Linked DNA regions of Gossypium hirsutum: region 1 is linked to region 2. A link is a contact called in public Hi-C data. All regions are on one chromosome and are shown on one strand. The core of a region is the stretch at or near the end of the contact, and the rest is flanking DNA. Distances in the headings are between cores, read along the strand shown.

Evidence for each region. Hi-C and Micro-C count contacts between places; a contact is called where the count stands out from the background.
Region 1: a contact with region 2 is called in a Hi-C map of leaf, with 2.6 times the contacts expected there. The contact joins the promoter of LOC107917874 here to the promoter of LOC107917867 in region 2. A contact is called at or near these places in 2 of 34 Hi-C or Micro-C datasets (both in leaf).

The regions. Positions count from the first base shown.
Region 1 is chrA01:19,204,225-19,211,742 of Gossypium_hirsutum_v2.1, forward strand. LOC107917874 (AT-hook motif nuclear-localized protein 10) reads left to right here and starts at 1,947. Exons shown (of 6, transcript XM_016847247.2): 1 at 1,947-2,197; 2 at 2,777-3,410; 3 at 4,437-4,489; 4 at 5,990-6,121; 5 at 7,044-7,205. The coding sequence starts at 2,897.
Region 2 is chrA01:18,933,091-18,940,556 of Gossypium_hirsutum_v2.1, forward strand. It overlaps LOC107917867 (squamosa promoter-binding-like protein 14), which reads right to left and starts at 5,049. Exons shown (of 12, transcript XM_016847235.2): 1 at 4,539-5,049; 2 at 4,375-4,441; 3 at 3,399-4,032; 4 at 3,104-3,297; 5 at 2,177-3,021; 6 at 1,967-2,041; 7 at 1,750-1,857; 8 at 1,541-1,661; 9 at 1,183-1,318; 10 at 966-1,110; 11 at 256-855. The coding sequence starts at 3,991. LOC121229639 (a long non-coding RNA gene) reads left to right here and starts at 4,818. Exons shown (of 2, transcript XR_005927493.1): 1 at 4,818-4,958; 2 at 5,069-5,419.

The DNA of each region.
Region 1 (7,518 bases), core at 697-3,196, 270 kb after region 2:
AAATCTTAAAACTATTACTACAAAATTTAAATAACTCATACGTGCATCAGCTGTATTGACTATTTAATAAAAAATAGGGTAAACTATTTAATTGGTCACCCAAGTTTTTTGAGCACCTTCATTTTTTATCACTTAAATAAAAATAATTATAATTTATCACCTTAGAGAAATTTTTCATTTTAATCACCTAACCCATCCCACTATAGAATACTTCTTTGACCAAGTCAAACTTCTCCACCAATCAAAATTTTCTTTCATTTTCATTCTCTTTTATTTTGGGTCATATTCAATCTTCTTCTTCCCTAACCAACTTTTTTCCTTCACTGCTTCTAACACCCAAAAATTTTCAAAGCCTAGAAAATCTAGAGTTTATGAAAAAAACTTATTAAAACATAAAAGTTTAAAATCCCAAAACAAAATACAACCAACAATTACAACATGCTAAATGATATATAATTCATGTGTTAAACAGGCCTGAGGGAGATGACTGCTTTCTTAATTCCCTCAAAAGCAACTTAGATAATCTAAAGGAGAAGAAATAAAAAAAATTTCTTCGAGGAAGAACGATGAAAGTAAATTCCGCAAACGAAGCCCTATAACTGAGGGTGTTGAAGATGAGATTGGGTCAGACAATGAGAGTGATGATGATAGTCCTAATGGTTTTATCGTTGAGGGCTTCAACATTACCAGTTGTGACTATAGTTGTAGTGAGTCGCAAGAACATTCCGATTGCAATAATACTCGTAGCGAACAACAAGATGTCTCAAGTAACTCAAATGATGAAGTGGACTTCGATATGATTCTCTCTCAACTCAAAAGGAAAAGGAATCATAAGTCGAATCGGGAATTTGAGGGGGAGATGCTCGTGGCCTTTGGCAAGGATCCAAAACTTTGCATAAAAACTGTATGTGCTCTCTACCTGCAACAAGCATCAAGGGAGAAGCTTTCCAAGATAGCCTTGTGCCAAAACCAGAGATGTTTTAATAAAACCGACGCCTACATGTACGAATTCGAAAATTTATGATTTAAATGACCATCGTCATTGTACTTTGCGCAACAACGGATATCTGTATGTTGGAATTTGTACCGTGTCTTATAGGGGCTAGACGTTGGAAGCACGGACATGGGAGGGAAGAAGAAGAAGAATAAATAAGACCCAAAATACAAGAAAAAGAAAAATGAAAGAAAACTGTGATTGACAAACAAGTTTGACTTGATCAAAGAAGTATTTTAGAGTGAGATTTAGTATGTAAAATCAGATTTTTTGTTATAGGTGAAAATTTTTATTAATGATAATGATTAAATTAAAATTATTTTTATTTAGATGAAAAAATGAAAGCATCCGAAAATTGAAGAACTCGATATTTTACCCTTAAAAATATAATTTCAAAATTCAAACAAGAAAATCATTTTAAAATATTAGAGGTAACTGGAGCCAAAAGCGGGTTACAGTACTTTGTTCGCTTTACAACTAAGAAAGTAGGGGATCTTTAAAGCCGTAAATTACGTGGCAATTTGAAAGAAGCGAGTAGTCGAGTAGGTGAGGAAGCATAGAGTGAAGGCTTTAGTTTACAACAGATAACACAGAAGGAACGAGCGCGTTATCATTCTAAATTCTAATCAAGGCGTGGGAGACTTGGAGTAAATGCAAATTAAAGCTTGTACAGTTGTACTCTACACTAAAATTACGTTGCCAATTTTTTTAAAGAGAATAATGACTTTTTTTCATAAAAATATATATATGTAAATATTTTTACTCTACCTTATAATTTATTAATTTTTTATATTTTTAATGAATTTAATGTATAAATTTCTGTTTACTTAACTATGACTATAACAAACAGAATGATTTAGTATATTATTTTTCTGAATTAAAAAATTATATATTAATTGTCTACTTTTAAAATAAAAGCCCTTTAAGTAATGGGAAAAAGAAAAGAAAAATAGAAAAAAACACAGAGAAAGAGAACAAAAAATTTACTTTAAAAAAAAAGAAAGAGAAAAACTAAAATATTTAAAATAAAAATATCTGAAATAAAATATACTACTAAATAGTAAATACAGCGCCTAAAAATTTCAGATTTCTAGCATTTCTTTGGAAAAAGTTGTTTGCTGCTACTTTGCCTTTTCCCTTCAGAATCCCTACGTTTTTTTTTTCTCATCCGTCTCTTAGTCTCTGAAAATTTCCTATTTATTGGTAAGTTATTGGCATTTTTTTTTGTATTTTTTCTCCTATTTCCTGTTTTTTTTGGATAATAGATTATATATTTGTTATAAAACTGTAATTTTTCGAAAATTCTGAAAATTGTCCGTAAAATTGGTCAGAAATTCCTGGGTTTTTTTAGCCATTATTAAAAAAATTGTAGCTTCATCTTTGTAAGAAAAATGGAATTGAGTAGATTTGGGGACTAAAACTGAAAGGATTGCAACAGTTATTAGGGTTTAAATTTGGCGATGAGTAAATTCTACTTTTTTGCATATAGATTTTTCACCTGGGATTTAAGAGCAAGGTAGCTTGTTAGGCTCAATTTTTTTTTTCAGTGAATTTTGAAAGCTTGATCAACTGACAGTTCCTCGCTCAAGTTGAAATTTGAAACTCCATTTTAATTTATACAAACATTTTCAAAAATCTGCACTTCTCGAGTTCGAGTTCAAGTAGTGAGAGTTCAGTGCACCAAACAGTGAGTGAGTTCTTTTGAACAATAATTCTTAACAGTCAGCATGAGTATAGCATTTCATGTTTGAGATTATTATATTTTTCTGTTTAAAAAATTAGGTTCTTCTCTGCTGTTGCTGCTGCTTCGTGATCTAATGAATTACTTAGGAACGAGCAAAGGAAAGAACTGAAAAAGCATATATAATTCAATTTTAAACACCAAACAGAAAAAGGAGAAGAATGTCGGGATCTGAGACGGGAATGATGGCGAGTAGAGAGCCCTACAGCTTGGGCATGCAACAGAAGAGTCCGGTGGCGTCACAACCGGTGATACAGAACATGCGTTTAGCCTTTAGGTCTGACGGAACAGCTGTGTACAAGCCCATCACTTCCGCCTCACTCACATATCAGCCAGCTTCCGGCGATGGTGGGGCCGAGGGGTCCGCTGGTGGACCTGCGGTCACTCAAGAACAAGGGCAAGCTCTGAACATGAGCATGAGCATGGGGAGCGAACCCTTGAAGAGGAAGAGAGGGAGGCCCAGGAAGTATGGGCCGGAAAGTACCATGCCGTTGTCTCTTATACCAGCTCCTTCCTCTGTCAGCGTAACCCAATCTAATAGTGGAGGAGGATTCCCCTCACCAACTCCTCCGCCACCTCCTTCAGGAGGATCAGCCTCTTCACCAACTTCAGGAAAGAAAGCTAGGGGAAGACCGCGTGGTTCCTGCAATAAGAAGAATCAACTTGAAGCTCTGGGTACTCTTTTCTCTTGATAGTTGATACGCGAATAAAGCATTTTAATCGTTTAATTTGATGAATGTCTTTTTTTGCTTTGGATTGGTAAAAGCACGACATTTTCTGTTTTCTACCTTGTTCTCGAAATGCCACTATACTTAGGAATTAAGATCTAAGAGGAAGGATCTGATTTCCCTGCTTTTTCATTTTTACTCTGTTTTGTGTTATATATAGACAAACACACGTGGGTGGGATGTGGATGGCAGGTGAGGAGAACAAATGGGTAGTGCGGTAAAAATAATAAAGGAGTGATGGTTTTAGTTTTGTTTATGTTTATGTTTTTGGTGTTGGTGATGATTTGTAGGGAGTAGTCTCGATTCTGGGTTCTGATTTCTGACAGGATGGAACCCAAGATGCTTTGCTGAGTAATAATAAATATTAATAGTACTGTAGTACTTACCAGTATTTACCACTAATTAGTAGAAGACTGGAAGTCTTAAAGAGATTATATAAGGATAATCAAACTAATATTCCAAATATCAACACGTAAATACCTGTGATGCTGTGGAATCACATCTGCATCTGTTGTCTGTATTGTAAGATAGACTTCTAACTTTAGACTTGGGATCTGTTCTATCTGACTTTAGACTTCAGATTCTTATCTTTCCCAAATCACTTATATGCATGCCGCCATGCCCTTGCCTCATTTTTCTGTGTCCCCTTTCTTGTTTTTCTATATCTTCACTCTCTTATGTCAATAGCAGCTAGCTAGCAATTAACATCTACCAAGAGTGCTTTTATAAATATATATAATATGTACATAAACATTCTTGAATAATACTGAAGGATTGCAGCTTTCTTGTTATTACAAGATTTTTGTTCTTTTCTTTCCTTTTGTTTTTTTCCTTCAATTACTTTTTCAATATGAAGCATAGTCATTCTATGACTATCAAGTTTTTATTTTATTTTATTTTTTAAAGAAGATTCTTAGAAGCCTGAGCTATCTTTGTAGCTGACATATTTCACTAAATTGTTCTCTTTTTGCAGGATCACCCAGAGTTGGATTTACGCCCCATGTTATCACTGTTAAAGTGGGAGAGGTTTCTCTTTTTTCCTTTTTAACTTCCCTTACCACTTTTCCTGGTTTATGTGGAAAACGTTTTCTTATTGCTCTTATATGCTAGAGTCAACCATTCTGAAAATTCATTTTTATTCCATTTATTAATAAATGGCATGTTCATCTTCTTGCTTGATGCAAATATGCCTGTCATAAGTTGCCGAAACTTCTTTCATTTAATTTGCTTCGTAAAGATTTTTAGTCAACTGTTGTCTTTAGAACCATATTGACTCTGGAGAAAAGTGTTATGTCATTAGTTTTTTGCATTTTGCATGTGATGAAATAAAAGGTCAAATTGGGGCAATGGATTACTTCCCAAAATTCCTCTTCAGACAATGAAAATCAATGAAAACAACAAAGAACTAATGGAGTAAATTAAAATTTTGATAATGCTTGTGATTTTGCAACTTCAAAATGTATACACAACTTAGAATGAAGTTATGTGAATGAATAACATTATCTTGATGAATATTTTTATGAACTCCATTCCTTTATTTGGTTGAAGATATATTTCTTTTTTGTTAATTTTATAAATATACTGGACATACAACTAGGGGGCATTTGGATAGTCATCTTACTGATGATAAGCTTTGGTTCAATACCATCTATTTCTTAGGTAATCTTTATATTACCTCAGTAATCTAAAATTTGTGACAATTTTACTCATTTTTATTGACTTTGATCCATTTTATTTAAACTAAAACAAAATAATATATGCTAATGAATCAAATTCTCCAATTCTTTAATTCCAACTATATATATTATATTATATTATATTATATTATATTATATTATATTATATTATATTATATTATATTATATTATATTATTATCATTATCATTACTGTTATCATTATTATAAGTATAAATTGAGGAAACTTAGCATTTTGTCTATTATATTACCTTAAGTTTCAATTAATTATTATTATGAGTTTTTCCATTTTTTAATTATTTATTAGTTGAGAAAATTTAACAACTTGTCTGTCTTCATAATCATCGTGGTCGTCATTTTACCTTAATTATTTTTATCTATTTTCGTTGTCACCTTTCACTGTTTGCATAATTTAATAGCTTTTTTCGTCCTTATTTGTGATCAATGACAATTTAATACTATTAGGTTATCTTATATTCTCTCAACAAAAAAATCTTACATTCCAAACAACTCAATCAAACAAGAAAATTAAACATTATTAGTAATGTGCTAAATAATCTAGATATGAGATAATCCTATTACCAGAGTTAATTAAACATTCTCCTAACCAAACACCCCGTTATAGTAAAGGAGAGATACCTTCCCTTTTATTTATACTTTTATTTCTCAATGTGAAGTATTTTCATCTTTTGAGCTATCCATCGCTCTAAATTTCACTGTGCTTCTTTATACAAACATGTGTATGCAATGGAGTTGTTCTCTTGGTGATATAATAGTTGTAGTTAATTGGGTGATCTGAAGCTAAAATTTTATGTATTTACCTGGTTCTAGGATGTATCGTCAAAAATAATGTCATTTTCTCAGCATGGTCCCAGAGCTGTTTGCATCCTCTCAGCAAATGGAGCCATATCAAATGTAACTCTTTGCCAACCAGCAACATCTGGTGGAACTGTAACTTATGAGGTTTGTGATGTGCCAAAGTATTAGCATTCTTATTGTTGTTGCCTTCTGTTTTAGGATTTAAATTTGTTCTTATAAACTGCTTTAGGAATTGAAATCTCTTCAGCTAAAGGCAAAATATTATTTTTATTTTCACTAGTAATTTTTAGGGTCTGTGAGAAGGAGGTGCATATTGGCAGCAAGATCCTCGAGTATCAATTTGATCATGCAATTTCTGTATCTATATCATGTTCATGTATATTGTAGTGTCAAAATTGTGTTTAAAATATTTCATATTTATGTAAAATTGAATACGCTAATTCACATTATATAGATGTCAAAACATTCATTTATTCATGTTGTATTTGTGTTATTTTTTGTATCCTATGTTATATCATGTTTTAGTTATCTTTTTGTGCTGTGTCTGATATTGTCAGGTTTAACATCAACGTAATAGATGGATGGCTGTATCCTGTTTAAACTATAAATATTGAACTAAGAAAACATCTTATATAATATCTATTAATGCATGCCGCCATTTATGTGATGTACTCCCAATGGATGATGGCTGCATAAGTTGCAGAGTGAAATAGAATTTTTGATGCTTGTTAGAATCATCTATCTGTATTAAATTCAGCCATGGGAATTTAAAGATGTTTGAATAGGAAATCTCAATTCTTAAGCATAAAGCTGGAGCTGATGCTGTCATGGGAAGAAATATGCTAAAGTGGATTTATTGTCATCATATAGCAGAAGTTACTATGTTCTAGGGATGATTATTCTGCTTCTGGAAGCATTGTTATACCACCAAAGATGTGCCAGATGTGAACTTTATAATGAAAATCAATTATATCAAATTTATTCCACAACCTATAAAGAGAGAGCACCGGTTTACTTCGAATATCTAATTTAATGGCATTATGTTTCTTTTCCATTGATGGTGCAGGGGCGATTTGAAATTCTATCACTGTCTGGTTCATTTCTTCTGTCAGAAAATGGTGGTCAGCGGAGCAGAACTGGAGGGTTAAGTGTGTCATTGTCTGGCCCAGATGGTCGTGTTTTAGGTGGTGGTGTAGCAGGCCTTCTAACAGCTGCATCTCCTGTTCAGGTTTAATTCCTTTTCTCATTTGAAATTTTCGTTACTGCATTGTTCTTTTGTTCTAGTATCTTTCAGATTGCACATATTTTCAATCTTTTCAGAATCTTGTGGTATACAGGGATGAACCAAAATCACTCTACGAGAAGTGAAAGTTTCTCTAGATTTAACTCTAGTGAAATATGATGTTAGAAGTTCTACCACCTAACAAAAGTGATAAATATTTTGTGATTGATGTTATTATTAATAATCCATTTAATTTCAATAAAGAACTCCATTTAATGTTAATATTATGAAAAATGTAAATTTTAAAGGGTGAGTGTTT
Region 2 (7,466 bases), core at 3,799-6,298:
AAAGTACCCACCACCTTCCCATCTCCTTTCACAAATTGAGAGAAAGGTCTAAACTCTAAACATGGTTTTCTCATTTAGGGCCAGGATAAGATCAGCAGTGTCTCATTAAAGAACTTATAATCTAGGTTGCAAGAAATGGAATGTATATTTAACTAAAAGAGTCTTATAAGGATTTTCACGGAGAAATTTCAATTCCTTACATTAAACCTAAAAAACCAGCTCATAAATAATAATATGACACTGTAATGCTCATACCTCCTGAGGATCATTCGTCAGCACATCTACCATATCATCTGAACCAGATGTACATGCAGCCAAATGTAAAGGTGAGATTCCACCAGCACCCTCAAGATTCGGTGGAAAGATATACTTTTTCGAGTTTCCATCATTACTACTGATAGAATAATGTATGAGCAAGTCAGCCATCTTCCTACACCTTCTTTTCACTGCTCGGGTTAAGAGCTGAATCTCAGAAAGCATGGCCAGCGAATCCTTGGATAGGTCATTCATATCCAAGTTACTTTCCACCAGCATGTCAAGAAGTACCTTGACCAAAGCACAATAGTCACTCTCAACAGAGAACATAAGCAAAAACTTGAAACGGCGAAGGGAATGATCAGAACTCTTGGGCAAGGGAGCAGTGCTCCTCTGGAATAACCATCCAAGTTCATTCAGAAAGTGCAGCACTTCCTCTCTTGACCTTGGACGGTGAGAATCATAAGCATGCTCTTCAGAAATAATATCAGAAGCTTTAACTTCTGTGTCAAGTTCAGATTCCAGAAGTCTCAATTCTTTACAAATGGCAGCATCAGCTATTATTATAGGAAAACTGTTTCCCTTGAATCCATTCTCCACCTGTTCAAAATTTGGGGAAAAATAAAAACGCAACTGCTTCAGAACCGTCCAGAATACTGAGGATGACCCAAATAGTCAAAACATAGCAATTGTTTGACATGAAGTCTTACCTCAATGAAGCAACGACCTAGTGCTTTTGGTGATGGAACCTGAATCTTAAAACTGCCCATGTTTACCTCATCATATGAGGCTCCCTTATATGTTGACCCATTAATTTGCATTGATGAGTATCCACCCATGTATGCACAATGAATCCTGCACAGTTTTCAAATCAACATTTCTGAAATACAAAGTATCAAGAAATTCAAAGTTGATCTTTTTGCTTACTCGGTGCCAGGATTAGTCAGATTTCTACCCCTCACTAAAAGAGAGGTTTCTTGCCCGCTCACAACAGCCAAAGGAGACACTGAGATCAACTCAGGTGAACTCGACGATAGCCAGGATTTGCACAGATGGATCTTTCCTGAGGGGGAAAAGGAACTGTTTATAATCAAAGCAGTGTAATTCAATTGCAGACTCCAATCAATCAACAAAAAAAGTATATCTTTGAAGTCATCTTAACATAGTTGGCAATAATAAAGACACTCCCAAGAAGTATCTAAATAAATTATGATGTTTTGTATCAAGTACAACAGTTTGAAGCTGAGCAAAAAATAAAAAAACACAAATTTCCATCAGTGCTTACCATCTTTATGTGACGCCAACTGACGGTTCCCTGTATGAACTAAAAACCTTGCCTTTCTCCAAAAATCTGAATCAGAGTCTTGCAACAAACAATTGACATACTGAAGCAGGTTTCCTTCAAGCTGAAAAAATTAAACACGCCCTGAAAATGGTCAGTTCAATGTTGCACAAAGGGGAAGTTACAAATGCAGAATGTAGTAGCACACTCACTTGCTCCCAGGCAGGAGCCGGCATTGATACATAAACCGACAGAACCACACATCCAGGCCTTATATAACTCTCCATTTCAGATGGACTATTTGAAAGCCAATTATAAATCTGCAAAACAAGTTATCAGAATCATCATTAATCCCTACAAGAACATTATGGAATCTCCACTTCCAATTATATGCAATAATAAAGCCAATTTTGGCAAACAACTCCTCACCTGGGTCCGTAGTGTACCGGGGAAGTGGCTGGGGTCCTTGTCAAATAGCTTAAAAATTATTCGCCCAGTACGATCCTGCTTAGAAACCATTCAACCATTAGAAATGTTAATGTAACACACATACCAAGCACAAGCATGATGCATGGTAAAAGAAAGCAAAATGAAGTATAACCTAAATAAAAATTAGAATAGGTACTACTTATACGATACCTGAGCATCAGAGTTCAAGCTAGAGGGGGAATGATCTGACCCAGAAGAAGACGTATACCCCGCTTGAGAAGGGAAATGTTGAAATGAACCACGTCCTGTTCCTCTCTTTGACCCACTAAAAAGCTCAAGAGGTATAATAGAACCATGAGCCCTGCTTGTCTCAGCATTTGTATTAGCATGTCTGCCAATGGGCACTTTCTCATATTTGACAGCTTCAGGTGTGCTATGCATCGGGAAGAATTTTTGTACAACTGGAGATGAAGATGGAGATCTTTCCTCCATTGGATTGCTACTGTCAGAAGAGAAATATTTCCTAGATGATGCTAGCTTTGGTGGGCTATCATCCTCAGGTGAGGAGCTAAATAGCTGCAATGGTAAATTAGCTCGAGTTTCTTGAATCTGGCATTCTGAATCTTCAACAGGAGATTGATAACTGGTACTGCTTCTTTCTCCTCCGAATGAAGTAAACTCCAGAGGAGCTCTGTTTAACGAGCTGGAAGCAGCTACATTATCAGGACAGATGGACTTGGTCTTCTGGCTATCACTGCTCTGGCTGCTTCTTTGAGATAACATTGCAAGGGCATCGGAAGAAGAGGACGTCAATGTAGCTGAAAGGGCAGCAAGCAAATCTACTGTAGATGGAGAAGATGTGTTTTTCCCATTCAATTGGTTTTGATTGCCTAGCGAAGGTTGCTCCTGGCTCTTCCTGTTCAAAACTCCAACATTGGGTAGCTTTGCAGCCAGGTCCATTGGCAAAGGTAATGAATTAATCTTACTAAGAATCTGAAGGAGTTGATCTCTATTTGGAACCGGTGAGGGATTAATGCTTTTGTCCTCAGTTTTACCTATACATTAAGCGCACAAACATCATCTTCAACTTAAAAAGTATAATTTGTAAATTTTACTCATTTAGAAAAAATTTCTTGCCTTGTGTCCTAGCCAAAAGAGTCAGCAAGCTGACAATATCTAAACTTCCATTCCCGGCATTATCCCTGTTTGCAGGGAGTAAAAGCCGTGAGGTCACATCTTCAGGTTGTGTCTTCCTTCTACGGCGATTATGCCCGGCAAGCCTACGCCTACAACTTCTCTTCCCCTCATCAAACTCAGAAAGAGGGTGAAACCTGCACATAAGCATTATAAAGGTGATGTGGGTTCAACCAATAGCTAAAAAACTAGATGCCAAGGGTAAAAATTTTAAGAATGAGAACATAAAAGTACCAACCTGCTACACTGCTGGCAGAACCTCTGCATCTGCTTCTCAACAAGAGCTTTAGTCGCTTTACTATGAATCTCACACACTTTATGCCGACGGTGATAGTCCTTTGCATTAGAAAGATCTTCCTTACAATTATCAACCTGACACATGGGGTAGCTGGTACTCCCAGGCGATCCACCACGGACCTTTTTGTTAGGCCTAGAAACAGGCTCTTCCACAGAATTCAATCCCCCACCTAGATTCAGTTGCAGTCTCTCATCATCATCATTTGCTGCAGTGGCCTTTTTGGATGTTATAGAGTTTTCATTCCCATTAACATGACCTTTCTTTCTCTGTTCTGCTGTAGCAGTCCCTGTCTGAAGAATCTCGGTGTTTAAGGGTTTGGCAATGAATCTCACAGCATCCCACTCCCATTGCTTTGGGTTCCAGTTGTCCCTGGGGTTGGCAACACGCTGCTGTGAAGGGTTTTGGTACAGAAAGTCTGAGGCCTGATAAGAAAGGTCACGTTTCCTGGGTAAAGAAGGCGTATCACAGAAGCGGCTGGCAAGGGCCTGATGAATATAAAGGGGAGGAGCTACTTGCGCGCCTGCATCCTCCATGGGTCTGAAAATAACTTGGTTTTCCAGACACCAAATGATCTCTGGACAAAAGAAATGGCTATTTTAACAAGTTATTTTTGAGAATCTATAACTACTAACATAAGAGAAAGTAGTTCATCTCATCCAAAAAGTCAAAATAAGAAAGATGAATAGTCAAATCTTATAGGGGATGATAAGGCTTGAGAATAAACACTCCGGATCATAATTTTCAGGGCAGATTATCAGATCAGACAAAGATTGGGACTTGGATAAAAACATATTCAACGACTGACACATGTAGAAATCAAATTAAAATCTAAAAAAGAGCAAGATGAATGATAACAGTTATCCAAATAAATAGCAAATATATGCGCATAAGAAAATAAAGAAGATTTGAAACATACCTTTCACAAAAACCTCAGCTTGAGGATTTCACGGCTGATTATCAGATCAGACAAAGATTGGGAACTACTAGAGAAATGTAAAAAAAAAATTAAATTAAAAAGAGCCAGATGAATGATACAACACAAGCAAATAGAAAATATAGGCGCGTAAATAAATAAGATACCTTAACCAAATCCCAGCTTAACGCTTCATCATCTCGTAAAAGCAAATAAAAAAATTAAAAAGAAGTGAAAGCAACCACCGCCTTCAACCTTTTCAGCCTTTTACTTCATGGTAATCACAGATCTGAATTCTCCTTTCTCCCAGATACCAACCATCAGACTTGGACTTGCGTCTCCCTCTTTGAAATTAAAAAAAAAAGACAAGGAAAACGGAAAAAAATATATATAGGAATCAAAGGTAGAACAGCAAGGAAACGCAGTCAGATCCGAGAAGATGAACATGAAACAACTGGGAACTTGGGTTTGGCTCCACAACTTTGGTTTACTTTTTTGTTGTCTCTCTCAAAAGAAATAAGAAGAAGAAGAAGAAGAAGAAGAAGAAGCAAAAAGTAAAACTTGGTAGCAGACTAGTTAGTAGGCTGGTATTCCATTTCTAATTTTTTTTACTTTTTCGCTGTGACTGCCTTTGCCTTTGCCTTTGCCTTTGCCTTTGCCTTTGCCTTAGCTTGAATTATTTTATTTATTTTATCAGGTTTGTTTAATATTAGGGGTCGGGTGTTGCCGTAAATCGTAAATTGAAGCTGGATTGAGGTTATATTCATAATTTAGGGCCGCCCACGGAGCAACGAAGAATCCAAGACTCTTCCTTTCCTTGTTCTTAACTTGTCTAGTTTAGTCATTACCCGTAAGTGTAAGTAGCACGTTCTTTGTTGTTTTTGAGTTGTACTTGTATGTATGGTAATGGTTAACTAAGTTCTTGAATTTTGTGTTTAATAAGCCCTTCATTACTAGTTTAATTAGTATTGATTGGGAGTTGGAATGTATTTGGATATATAATGTTTTTTTTAGATATTTATATAAGATGATACTTGAATTTTTAAAATGGGAATTTTGTTATAAGGGGTTTGAATTTGTTATGAATTAAAGATCTCTCTTATCTTAAATTATGTATTTCAGTTTTTCTCACATTGACCCCTTTAATTTTTCTAGCCTTACAATTTAGTTCATAGGCCTTAATCTTTAAATTTTCATTATCAACCAACTAATTATTCTAATTAATACTTGGTCACTAACTAATGAGCCTCTAATTCACTATCATGCCCACTCCCAAAAACTTCTTGATTTGACTTCCCAAAATAGCTAGGTTTAATAAATTCGACCTAAAATTGATATTTCGAAAACCAGGTGTTACACTCACACTTCATATGGGTTGCCCCTTAAGGAATCTCTTTGTTTTCCTCTTCATTGGTCTAAAGCTTGAGGATGAAGGTCCTGGACGTGTGCTAATAGTTTGAAACTTCCTAGATCTCACACCAAAATTTTAAAACTTATTTCCTTGTCTTTACAGCTCTTGTAAAAATAAGACGTTGCGTCCAATAGCTACGTTGCAAAGCTTCATAAGGGATGGAAGAGTTAAGAAGACAAGTTTCTCTTTTTCTTTGACCCCCTTCTATTTCCATTCAAGTGGTTTTCCTTGTGTCCTTCTAATTGGCAGTGATAAGATGTAACAAATGCTGTGCATATATCTAACAATAAGGTTTGGGGAGTGATCATGTTTAGATGAAGGAAATTATCAAGGTATCCCTTCATTACCTCTTTAAAGGGAAGGCTTTCTCCTTTGTGCATTTGAGAAGTCGACATTGTTTTTGATCCTTTTCTTTTCTCCCCAAACTACTTCCTAAAGTGTTATTAGGCATTCTTGTTCTAATAAGGAGATCTATGGAGGGGGCCGTGAATATGAAATCAACTTTATCCTCATGTTAACTTCATATGAGTGCCTTAACTTTTTCATGTGACCATTGTGTTGTTAAGTCACTTGGCATAACAAAATAGTCTCCCTTTGTCATTAAAATGAATATACATTGATCTATTTAGGGTCATTTTCTTCCTATAAAGCTTGTGCACCTTCTATCTTGAAAGGTATTCCACCTTCATTCTAGGCTACCTTCTTTGTCCAATGGTTGCTGAACTATGATTTTGGCGCATATGGAAAGGTTGGATTTTTTGTCTTGCCAAGCAGTCAACCTTAGGGGATCATATTCATCCTTTTTCCCTATTGGCTTTATTTGTGAATGGGTGGCCATCGTGTGTTAACATCCTAAGATCCCCTACTTTTGCACCAATATTTGGAGACTCTTAAGATTCCTTTTATTGTGGTGCCCCGCTCTTCCATCTTCTAAAGAATAGAGTCTTTGTTCTATGAATCTTTCCAATTGTTCTTTTCTTACAACTACTTCGGTGATATCCTTCAGGTTAAGGTAGTCATTTGTTGTGTGGCACTTTATCATTGTGATAAGGCGCTCAGCTGTAGACTTCCTCTTCTATAGGTTGGACTGTATAAGTGGTAGAGTTCTCAACATTCCTTTAGCCTTGCTAAGAATATCCTTTTACGAGGTATTTAAAAGAGTGTAATGAAGATACAGTGTAAATGACACCCCGTTAAATGTTTTATATGTCAATAGCTTTGACACCTTATTACAGCCTCATCTTCCCTTTATCGGGGCAGAGAGATTTGGTTACGCCCTTAAGATAGGGTTGTGTTAACATCTTAGAGTTTGCCTTTAACTCTAAAAATATTTTTACTTCATTTCTTGGTTACTTATTGTCTCCCAATAAATTGTGGAAAGAATGGATGGGTATGATTATGGCTCCATCATTGTAATTGCGGAAAGGATAAGTTATAGGCTTCCACAACGTCATTTTGATCTTTGTTCTAGTACCAACATGGAGTTGATAGTGGATAGCTTTTTGGCTTTCTTATTCTTAATGGCAATAGCTCTCTAAGGGTAAAGACATAATTTTTTATTTGTTTCCAACAAACAACGCCAATTATTATAACAATTAAGTTATACAAGTACTTAGGGTGTACAATAATGATGGTTCACACCATAAGTGGTGCGGAAAGCTACTAAGGATGGAGGGTTAAGCTG